Linked DNA regions of Mus musculus: region 1 is linked to region 2. A link is a contact called in public promoter capture Hi-C data. All regions are on one chromosome and are shown on one strand. Each heading gives the region's core, a stretch centred on a gene start, on an enhancer-like site or on the middle of the called end of the contact. The rest is flanking DNA. Distances are from core to core; before and after follow the strand shown.

Region 1 (6,054 bases), core at 3,392-5,891, 160 kb before region 2:
TGGGAAACACATTCAGGCCAGCCTTACCCAATGCCTACTCCCCACTGCTTTAGATGAGACCAGCGTCCTTGTTTTGATGCCCTGATCCTATGATGCCTTCCCCATCCCCAGCCTTGGCCCCCTTCTCTTCTTGCATGTAGGGAAGGCCCATAGGTTTCAAATATGTGCTACCTAGTTCCCTTTCTGGGGGGTTCTAATACCCAGCATGTTTTTCCTGCTGCAGGCACCTATCCAGTGCCACACACCTCCCAAGTTTCTATCAGTCCCAGTGGGCATCCACCAAGCCCCAAACTTCAGACTTCCTTGGCCTCCACCTACTCTCAGTAGAATTCTGGGAGTTTCAGGCTGGTCCACCAGGCCCCCCAGGGTTAGGCCAAGGTCCCCACCAGAGCTCCTCCTGTTTCTTGGTCTGCAGCACGGGGCAGGGAGCAAGGAGCAGGCTCAGAATCAGATTTCTTAAAGGAGCTGCAGACTCCATCAGTAAAAGGAATCTTTCTCCCATCCCTGAATATAAGGCAGTTTTCTGTCAACACAGAGACTCAGGTTGTTAGAAATGGCCACATAGATCAACTGTGAAACCCTAAATTTACCAAGAATCAACTTCCACCCCTCTTCAACCACATGCTAGGGTCTTTTACTTTCTCTGCCCCACACCTTTGACTCCTTGCCTGTGTAGCTGATAGTCGAAGTTATGCTATGGTGTCAGTGACTGCCACAGTTTGTTTGGTATTATAAGCTATAGTTATATTTATATAGGAAAGAGGATAAATATATGTGAGGCCAAATAGACGAACTGGAGAGTTTTAGGATCTGGGGGCAGGAAGGGCCATACAAAGTGATACCTCAGAAAATAGATGGTTGTGGGAGCTGCTGCCAGTGGCAGAGTTAACTTAAAGAACTTAATTGAAATTATTCTTGAGTGGCTGAGGCCAAGACAAGAATATAGAACCCATTCTTGCTTCCCTGGAGACAACAGTGGTCCCAGGGGAAGGAATAAACCTTCTTGCTCCTCTGGAGGGAGCATGGCCTGGCTTAGCCGAGTGACTGGACTGTGTGAGATTGGGGGCATCGCTTTTCCTCTCTGAGCCTCAGCTGACAGCATATGGGACCACAAAGGGCTTGATCCAAACCACAGGGATTGACAGTGCCAGCCACAGCTGTGTCCAGGGCTCGTGTTCTGCCAGAAGGAGCACCTGGACGACCAGGGCCACCACTAGTGCTACTTTGCTCACTGCCCATGCATGTCCTGAAGGTCCCTCCCCCTCCTCTCCTACTTCTGGGAAAATAAATGCTCGCCAATAATACCTGACTTGGGTCCTTGTCCTCTGTGTTGCTGTGAAATAGAACGGGGCCTTCCTTTACCCAGACCTGCCCTCCTCCAGGGTCTGACCCCTCCATGGAAAAGGAAGGTTTGTGGGATGGTGGGAAATGGGATGTGCACCTATTGTGCCATGTGTCATTGGTGGCTTTCCTTAGTGGCTGGGGGAGATTTTATAATCCCTTTCTTGTGTCCTTGATTCTAAAGCTAGAACCATGTGCCTGGAGCTGCCAAGTTCTGCTGCTTGTTGGGGCTGGAACACGGCCCCCTCATTCAAATATATATAACCAACTTTCTCTGTTTTTGAATGTTTCCTTCACTGCCTAAGCTTCGCTGTCCCGGAACTCACTCTGTAGATCAGGCTGGCCTTAAACTCCAGAGATCCACCTGCCTCTGCCTCCATAGTGCTGGCATTAGAGGTGTGTGCCACCACACCTGCGCTCTAAACTTTTCTTTAATTCCTTCTCACTGGCTGGGATCTTGTCCTGTGGTCACCACTCCCTTCATTCCAGCTAGCACTAAGCTTTTTTTAAAAAATGTTTATCTCCTTGAACACTGGACGTAGCTCCATTTTACTTCCTGGTGCCCCTTTTTTCCCCCAAATTGTACCTTTTGTATTTTACCTTGCTCAGCCTGCTCCTCTTCATTATAGATCTGCGGAAGACTAATAACCACACAATAGAGTCCGTACTAGGTTGTTTTGAGATTTCCTCTGCCAGTGGAATTGATCCAAAAACTCTTCAATTGAACCTCAGTCAGATTTTTCTGGACAAAGGCTAAAGGCAGCCACATTCTTACTCAAAATATCACAAGAACAATCTCGAGGCCACATACAAATATTCTTCTCCTCTGGAATCTTCTGAGCCAGGCCCACGAAGTTCAAAGCACCCTCAACACCTCTGCTTTTCCATGTCCCTACTAGGACGGTTCACTAAGCTCCACTTAAAGCATTCAACTGCTTTCCTAACCCAAAGTCTCAAAGACCACATCCCTCCTAGCAAAAGCATGGTCAGGCCTATCACAGCAATATTCCAGTCCCTGGTACCAACTTCTGCCTTAGCATTTCTATTGCTGTGAAGAGATACCATGACCATAACTACTCTTATAAATGAAATTGGGGCTGGGTTATAGTTTGGAGGTTTAGTCTGTTATTGTCATAGCGGGAAGCATGGTGGCACACAGGCAGACATGGTGCTGGAGAGGTACCTGAGAGTTCTACATCTGGATTCATAAGCAGTAAAAAGAGAGAGTGACACTGGGTCTGGCTTGAGCACTTGAGACCTCAAAGCCTACCTCCAGTGACACATTTCCTCCAAGAAGGCCAAACCACCAATAATAAAATAATGCCACTTCCTGACTCTATGGGGGCCATTTTCATTCAAACTAACAAACACACACACACACACACACCTTTCACACCACCCAGGAAACAAAGAAGGACCCTTCAAGTTCAATGTCTTTGTGTTTTCTTGAGTGTAAACTCCATCGGCAGTCATCCTGAAGGGCTCTGGTAGGCGTGGCAAATATGGCTCTGGCAGATTTTACCCTTCCCCATTCCCTCTGCCTTGCTAAAACCCATTAGATTACATTCCTAAAGCTACCTACTGAGGTCTATTCCTCTATTTTTCTCCTGAGTCTGAAGTCCAGCTATCAAAGTCTTGAAATCTCGAAATCAAAAGCCCCCTTTGGCTGCCCTAATTAACATGCCCAATTAAATTAAACACCTCATCCTAACTAGGGGGTTTCCCCTTTGTTTTTATAAACTTCCGTTTGCCTACAGGCCATGTCTGTTTCTTCTCTATCCAGAGGCAATCTTTTGTCCCTCCCAGGCAAATATCCCTTCCCCCTCTCCCTTGCTCCTCTCCTTTTCTCCCTCATCCTCCCTCCCCTATCTTCGTCTCTTGTTCTCTGTTCTTTATCCCTCTGGGGCAAATAAATCCCCTTTGTGCTGAGAACTTGAGAACTTGGTCTTAGGGTGTCCTGGGCAGACTCTGTCTGCCTCTTAAGCTTCCCTCCCTACAGCTACCTTGTGGATTTCAGTACAGACAACCAGCAATGATAATACTAACATATCTAAAACATTTATCTCTTTTTATGAACTTGAAGATTATTATTATTTATTTATTTATTTATTTATTTATTTTGGTTTTTTGAGACAGGGTCTCTCTGGGTGAACCTGGAACTCACTCTGTAGACCAGGCTGGCCTCCAACTCAGAAATCCGCCTGCCTCTGCCTCCCGAGTGCTGGGATTAAAGGCGTGCACCACCACACCCGGCTGAACTTGAAGATTCTTATAGGCATCAAAAATCAACTTGAATTCACCTCTCACAGATCAAAAGGACTCCTGCCAACCAACAGCCTGTTCCCCCACCTGTCTACTCCTAAAGGTGGGTCTCTCCCCTCTTCCCTGGTCTCAAGCCTCTCCTCTCCCAACTACTAGGACCATAAACCTAAGAGTTTCAGATGTATACCCATGATAAAAATTTCCCCCTAAACTCCTTAAAGACAGAGACTTTACTTCTGTCTCTAGTCTGTCTGTCTCTCCCAGCAGATTTTAAACCAACTACAATCTGCTCCAGCAACTTGCCAGTCTCAGCTCTTTCCCCAGAATCTACATCACAGTCCAGCCTCACAGACTACCTCAGATGGTCCCACAGAGCTTGGACAACAAGTAAAGCAGCCTGTTCTACTTGGCCTTGACCAACATTCCAGCTTCCTTGAGTCCCTAATAACAACATCCCAGTGTCTGCAGGAAGCAGCCAGCGAAAACAGTGCCCACTTACCCAACACCTAATGACCCAGCGGTAAAAAGGAAAGGTGGGACTGAAGGACTCTGGCAGGCCAGAACATGGCAAACATAGCTCTGGTAAGTCTTATCCCTTCCCATTCCCTCTTTTTTGCTAGACTAATTATGTTCCTAAAGCTACCCACCAAGGTCACTCTATTTGGCCAATCCCTCCTCCTGGGGCTAACCACTAAGGTTCAGTTAGCAAAGTATTGAAGTCCAGCCGTCAAAATCTCCCTTTTGGCCACCTTAATTAACTGGCCCAATCAAAACAAACCAACTCATCCTAACATGGGATTTCCCCTTTCCCTTTATAAACTGTCATTTGCCCACAGGCCATGTCTGTCTCTTCTCTATCCAGAGGTAGTCCTTTGTCCCTCCCAGACAAGCATCCCTTCCCCCTCTCCCTTGTTCCTTTCCTCTCCTCTCTCATCAGTCTCCTGTCTTCATCTCTTATCCTCTGCCCTTTGCTCCCTGGGGCAGATAAATCTCCTTTGTGCTGGGAACTTGGTTTTGGTGTGTCCTGTGTGGACTGTGGACCTTTCACATCCTGTCAGTCCTTGTTCCCTTCATGTCCGCTTGGCTAGACTCTCTAAGCTGTAGCCACAGATGCAGAGCACTTACTTTCCAGGAAGAAGCAAGAATCTGGAGGCGCACACAAGGAAGCTGGCAGATGCAAGGCTTTTTTTTTTGCAGGGTACCAAGGCGCTCTGCCCCCTGAGCCTTAGTTTTCTACACATGAGTGAGAATCTGGTAAGATAAGAAGATCCAGGCCACCAACCCAATAACAAAGTAAGCATGGCGTCTGCAGTGACAGGAGCAGAGACACAGCTCTGAGCTGGTGCTCACAGCAGCCTGAAGAGTTCCTTTTAGAGACCTCTACTCCGGTGAAACCAGATCCTCACCTCTGGCACAGAAAAGGATTTTAGGACAAGACGGCACGGAGCGGGCTTGGAGTTGACTCAAAGGCATTTAATAGATTTCGAAGCAGGGGTCAATATAGAAGAGCTCAGAGGGAAAAGGAAAGCCAAGCGTACGGGTTGGGGTTCTCAATGACAGCTCCCCTGTCCCCACCACATTGTCTTTACAATATCTACCAGCCTGATGAATTTTGAAGCTTTATTTTCCAAAGGGTTGCTAAGGAACCCAGATGGGATCCCGGGATGGTTCCTGGTGAGCAGGACCACTATTGATAAGTCTCGGTCACTCTGAACAAAGTTTGATGTTTCTAAAGACCATCTAGGAACAGGGATAAACCTTACCCCAGGTCATAGACACTCAGGTCTCCTGCTTGTTCCCTGCTGTGTTAACACACAAAGTCTGTCAGGAAGAAACAGTGTTTCTGTGTTGACTCCACACATCAACTTAGAGCGCCTGCAAGAGACTTCACCGAGACTCTAGACTGAGGCTTCTTTCCCTTCCTGTCTCCTTCCATAATCTTTCCTGTCTTGTCTTAAGGACTTGAAGAGATCCTTCTCTACAGAAGATACTCAGGTGGTGAAGAAAACATAGAAAAATATGCTTAACACTACCACCCACTGGGGGAAATGCGAATAAAACCCACAGAAAATACAACAGGAAACCTAAAAGGTAACAAGTATAGGCGAGAACGTACAGACCTGTGAACTCCCGGGCACAGGTGCTTGGAGTACCCGCTGCTGCGGCTGCTGTTTAAAACACTGGTTGTTCTTCCAAAACCAAATGATGGAGCCATGCGACCCCACAGGTTAGCCTGTGGGTAATATAGTATACACGCCAAGGGGATGGCTATACATTCATGTACATTGTAACTCTCTGCAACTGTCAACAGATGGACATAACCTCAGCATCCATCAGCAAGGATGTAAGCAGATGAGGCTTACACAGTGGAGTATTAGTCAGCATTTGTAATTTATATATTTTTTATTTTATGTGCATTGGTGTTTTGCCTGTCTGCATGTCTGTATGAAG
Region 2 (5,991 bases), core at 1,181-3,680:
GCTGGAGGGATGGAGGATGGAGAGCTGTACCCTTGTGTCTGAGCTGAGCTGCAGGTCTCAGAGCTCCTGAACTCCAGCTGTCATTCCCCGTTCTCAGAAACAAGGATGTTTTGACTGGACACTCATTTCAGGCCACAGATTCAGTGCTGCCCGTAGGAAGTGACCAACGTCGTCTTTTGTTCACAGACTCATTGGGAACGTCTCCCTTTCCTTCTACATCTGTAAACTCCTACACACCCTGCAAGATGGACCTGCAACATCTCCTCGCTTGAGAAGAACTTTCCTAACCTCTGAATACTTCGTGCTAGTTTCCCTAAAACACCAGCACCTCCTCCTTTGGGGGTGGCAGTTCACCACCTGTGGGTCACGACCCCTTTGAGGGGGGGTGTCACAAATCAGACATCCTGCAAATCAGATATTTACATTATGATTCATAACAGCAGCAAAACTGGCTATAAAGTAACAAAAATAATTTTCTGGCTGGGGGGGGGGGGTGGTCACCAAAGCATGAGGAAGTGAATTAAAGGGTTGAGGCATTAGTGAGGTTGTGAACCTCTCCTTTAGGAAGTGTGCATTCTAAAAAGCTCTCAAAGGCTTCTTGATTTTGTTAGCTATTTGAACAGGGCTGAACAATGTGCTGTCTGAATGTGTCCTGAGCCTATGGGAGATGGATAAAGCTCCTATTAGGGGGACCTCTTGTGACCAGACAGAGTTTGGGAGAGCGGTGTCATCCTAAAAATCAGAAGTTGGTTTTCAGCCAGGCGCTAATACAGGTAGGTGTCTAAGCCCATCTGTGGCCAAGGTCAGAGTCCGGTGTCTGAGCTCTTGCCAGAGGAACTCTCTGATGGGGAGAGGGAGGAGATATTCAACATTGTATTCTGCCCTCGAGGTTCGGTTGGTTTTCTCAGAAGCCACTGCAAGGAATGAGAAACACTAAGCCCTGGATGGGGACCAGCTGAGGGAATGGGGAACCCAAGACCTCCACAGCTCAGAATTCTCCCGTATCTTCTTAGAATCTTTCAGGTGGACTCTGGGGTAAGCCCAGGGCCACAGGCCTAGCTGTGGGTAGGGATTAGAGCCCAGCAGGAAACCACAAGGGGACTGCCTGATTGGATAAGTGCAGGGCCCAAGGCTGGTCAGCCCGCAGACTGTGGGCTGTCTGTCCCTCTGACCATGGATACTGAGAGAGCCCAGCTTACAGCTGCTGGACCTCCAGGAAAGAAACGGAGGGGTGGGGAAGGGAGGAGAGCAGGGTTTCTATGCTAGAACAGAGCTTGTGGCTGGGTCATGCGTGACTACCTGAAGAGCACCATGCCCCTGGAAGCGCTTACTAGGGAGATCTTCAGATACTAGGCCCGCCAAACAAACATGACTTGGAAGAGTGGAAGCTTTCACCTACTCCAGCCCCAGGACTCTTAGCAACTCTTGGCATCGCACATTCGTATAGAACAGACATTAACCCTAGCGTTGCTATTACACACCGTGTGGTATGTGCAGGTTCCTGGCCTTTCTGAGCATCAGTTTTCCTATGTATTGAGAGGCACCAACAAGATTTCTAATTCCTCCAGCAGGTGGGTAAGACTCTGCCAATAAGAACTCATCGTACTCCTACAACAGCTCAGTAATCCGGGCCGAATAAGGGACATTCACTTACGCAAACTGAAGTCCCGGGATGAGGAAGAGTGCTACCCCTCGGCACAACCAGGGCAGTGGGCTGCTGAAGCCCTTCCCTTCTCTTAGCATCAAGCCCTTGCCCCACTTGCCCGCATTCCTTCCCGAAATTAAGTTTTCAGCTTTCCAGGGCCCAGTCCCTACTTGGTAGCCCCTTCGCGGGCCACCAGCCCCGCTCCCCCTAGCGGCTGGAGGGGGTGCGGGGGTCCGGTCCTGCAAGACGCGGTCCCGCCCACCCCACCGCTTGGTTTCCATTGGTAGCGCAACGGGTCTGGGCGTAAAGCCGTGCTCCGATTGGCCAGTGCCACCCGTCCGTCCGGCACTCGCCATGGTGACCACGTTGGGTCCCCCGGGAGAGTTCCACATTCCGCCCCCGCCTGCCATCCCCCCCCCTCCTGGCCCTGCCGGCATTCCACGGGCGCCCCCTCCCCCACTGTCCCGCCACGGGACCCGGCTTCCACGGGGATGGAGACGGGCCGGGGGACTCTAAGTGGGACTAAAAAGTTGGACTCAAGTTTGGGGTGCGGCGGGCGCCGCCCCGGCTCCTGTCCCTCGCTGCAAAGTTCTTCCCTCGCGTGAGCGGCTCCGAGACCGCAGCGAGTACCCTGTCGCGATGACCTCCCGCCCCGCCGTCCCCACTCACCTCGGGCCGGGGCTGGGATTCCGGACGTCCGAACTGCTGCTCTGGGTGGAGCGGGCGCGGGGCTGGCTGCGGCGGCCGTCGGGAGGCCGGGGGAGGGCCGCCAAGTCTCCTCCTCCTGCCAGGGGAGGGGAAGGGGAGCGGGCGGGGGCCCCTCGTGGGGCGCGGTTTGCTGCGGGTTGGGGCCAGGCAGCCGGACCCCCCTGGCCCGCCCAAGCATGGGGTCGCCCAGGCAGGATCCGCGTCCTCGGCTTTCCCGCCAACCACGGTCTAGGTGATCCAGGACAGGAGTGGGCACCATGACCCACGAGGAGCTTCACTTTGGTTAACTGCATTACTTCCAGTGCTAGCGCTGACACCGACTGGACTTGGGCCAGAGTCCATGTCCTCACTGGGCCTCGGTTTCCCTTTTTTGTACAAAGCGACTTCAGGCCTATAAAGGAGAGTGATGGGACCTACTCCCACTGTGGAGATTTTCCCTCTGGTGTGCGATGGTGCTTGGCAGAACCCTCTGACCTTCTTGTACACACCCATTAGGCTCAGGCTCTCTCTCTCTCTCTCTCTCTCTCTCTCTCTCTCTCTCTCTCTCTCTCTTTGGGATAGGGTGTCTGTAGTCTTGTCAGGGAAGAAGAAGGTCAAGATGGTATCTCCCCTTCACATCCTGCTTCGAGGTTGGTCTGTCTTGCCGACAGGACCAAAAGTCACAAAAACGCGTGGGCAGCTAAGCTGGGTTAGGTTATTGTCCAGAAAAGATAAAGATTATGAAGATAAACGAATCACATACTTCTTGGTTAAGAGTGTTTTAATTCTAATCATGGTCACGAGCATAGTGGTTTGTGAAGAGTGAATCACATACTGAATGTTGAAGGTTTTTTTCCCCCCTTACGGAGTTGAGCTATTATTGGTTTGCTGTAAGAGATTGTTTTGTTTTACCAAAATACCGGGGCTAGCTGGATATGGTGGTGCACCCCTTTAATCCCAACACTTGGGGCCTCTAATCCCAGCATTAGGGAGGCAGAGACAGAGGCAGGCAGATGTCTGCCTCACAGGAGTTTGAGGCCAGTCTGGTCTATCTACATAGTGAATTCCAGGAGAACCAGAGCTAGTAGAAAACCCCTGATTTACAAAAATAAATAAACCAAACAAACAAACAAACTAGGGCTTCTTCAAAAACAAGGATCCTTTGACCTTCCCCCCTTTAAGGGGATCCTGTGTGTATTTGGTGGCCTCCAAGGTCAGAAGAGGGGCTCAGATCCCTTGAGACTAAAGTTACTGATAGCTATGAGCTACCATGTAGGTGCTGGGAACTAAACTGGGGCCCTTTGAAATAGCATTAAGTACTCTTAACCACTGAGCCACTTCTTCAGATCTCCCCCCCACCCCCAGCCCCCCACTGAGTATTCTGAGAACTCAGTACATCTTTTTGATGTCATACACTTCCCCCACATCCTTCTCTGTGGTCTTCAGCTGTCTTCTCTGCCCCACCCCCACCAACTTTGTGAAGTCCCACAGATTTTGCAAGTTTTATAGTTTCACTTGCCCCTTCATGTGCTGGGCAGGTAGTGAGTGGTGCTTGCTTGGCAGCTGTTATAATCAGCAGAAGACCAGTTTGGGTGGGAATGCTTGCACTTTGGTTAGCATCTACAGATCACTAGCCTGCAGACCCTCCATTGGCTGTCCTCTACATCATGTACAGGGGGAATGTGTGAGATACACATATTGAGAACTCATGACAAGACAAAAAGAAAAAACAGACTTCCTTCTAGACCTGGGGAAATGAAAGTTTAGATTGGCTTTTGACTCGAATGGGATCTCACAGCAGTGAGATGTCCCAGGGAGAAGGGATGTCCTGGCAGTGACAGCTCTGAACCAAGATCTCAGAGCTCTTTCTCTAGTGTTGGGAGCTGGTAAAGGGTGGGAAAGTGATGGAGGTCCGGCTTATGGTATAGTTAGCCTTTGACTGGACTTCATTGCAACTGAGCCCTCTCTCTTTGGAGAGGAAGTAGTGTGTGTGTGTGTGTGTGTGTGTGTGTGTGTGTGTGTGTGTGTTTTGCATAGGGTGGATGAGATGAGGGGAGCCACTCACTCTTGGAACTCAGTACATGCTGGCCATATAGGCTAGATGGCTCTCTTAAGTTACCTAGCTGTGCAGCTACTCTGTACTGGCCGTCATTACCACCATGTCATGATGAGCCCAGGGAATATCAGAAACCCATTGGTTGGCTTAAATTCACTCTGGGAAGTGGCAGAGCCTGTATCTCCCAAGTTTGGTTACTGACCCTCTTCTAGGCACCTCTAGTGAAATGGTAATCTGGTTTTAGCCTCCCTCATCTGTGGACAGGGCAAGGGGTTTTTGTCTTCAGACTCAAGACACTGGAGATTGAGTGGGGCCTGTGTTAGTATGTCGCTTCTATACCCTTGCTGTTACCATTACCATCAGCACATGGGCATTTCAATTTATTTATTTATTTATTTACTTACTTATTTATTTATTTATTTAATGTGCACTGGTGTTTTGCCTGCATGTGTTATGTCTGTGTAAGGGTGTCACATCTTGGAGTTACAGACAAGTGGGAGCTGCCATGTGTTCTCCCAGGTCCTCTTGAATAACAGTCAGTTCTCTTAATCATTGAGCCATCTCTCCAGACCACATTGGCATTTTTTACTTTTTAGAATGTAAGTATATTTCAAGGCAATGCTCCCTATTACTACACTAAATAGGAGATCTGTGAATAAGGTGCTGTAAATAGAAAATATTATTAAAATGAATAGCATTCAAATAAAGTAATGCTATTAATAATTTAGCTAGATGTGGTGTGGTGGCATATGCCTTTAATCCCAACACTCAGGAGGCAAAGGCAGGCAGATCTCTGAGTTGGAGACCTGTTTAGTTTACTTGGTGAGTTCCAGGCCAGCCAAGGGTTACAGTTAAGACCCCTGTCTCAGCAAAACAAAATAAAATTTAGCTAGAAACTTAGTCAAAAAAATGTTGTTTGTATACCCATGCACACTGGGGACATGAACAGAATTCAGGAGGTAATAGGAACCCCTGCTCATCAACAGGCGAATGGATAGAAAAAATATGGTGTATATACCCAGTGGAATAGTTTTAAACATTTTAAAAGGACATTTCCCCCCTCCCCTTCCTCTTGAGACATGGGCATATCGCACAGGCCGGCTTGGATCACTTGATCCTACCTCTTTTCTCTCCCCAGTGCAGGAAACAGATTCTGCTGCTTGAGGTAAGGTCTCATGCGCCACAGGTTGACCTCAGACTTTGTCTGTAGCTAAGAATGACCTTGAACTCTTGGTTCCTCCTGCCCCAGCTTCCCAATTGCTGGGATTATAGGCACACGACATTGCATCCATCTGGAAGACTTTCTGACCTATGTACGACATCACTGAATCTCGAGGGTGTGCATTGTGGGAATCAGCCGGTCAGAAGGACACACACTATATGATCCTGGGTATAAGTGCTCACTACAGTAGCTGCATTGATAGAGACAAGTGGGAAGAGTGGTTGCCAGGCCTTTGGGTCTAATGAGAGAGATGTTATGTTTGGGAAAATCAAAGAGGCTTGGTGATAGACAATAAGTGATAGTTACACAACAGTGTGTGTATCTCATGTTGCTGGACTCAATACTTATAAATGGATAAAATAGTAAATTTTGTGATATATG

Evidence for each region. Promoter capture Hi-C pulls out the DNA fragments that hold promoters and counts their contacts.
Region 1: a contact with region 2 is called in a promoter capture Hi-C map of trophoblast stem cells, with 2.3 times the contacts expected there. The contact joins the enhancer-like site here to the promoter of Ccdc102a in region 2. A contact is called at or near these places in 10 of 39 promoter capture datasets (the C10 cell line, the HPC-7 cell line, embryonic stem cells and 5 more).

Annotation. Positions count from the first base shown.
Region 1 is chr8:94,750,085-94,756,138 of GRCm38.p6, forward strand. Ccl22 (chemokine (C-C motif) ligand 22) reads left to right here. Exons shown (of 3, transcript NM_009137.2): 3 at 1-1,304. Among named protein-coding and RNA genes, the nearest start is that of Ccl22, 7.4 kb to the left of the region's middle. Within about 2 kb of position 4,642, at least 15 of the 459 cell types and tissues checked have an H3K27ac peak or open chromatin away from gene starts, as enhancers often do. A contact at or near this core is called in trophoblast stem cells, where this site is marked.
Region 2 is chr8:94,915,668-94,921,658 of GRCm38.p6, forward strand. Ccdc102a (coiled-coil domain containing 102A) reads right to left here and starts at 2,431. Exons shown (of 9, transcript NM_001033533.3): 1 at 2,315-2,431.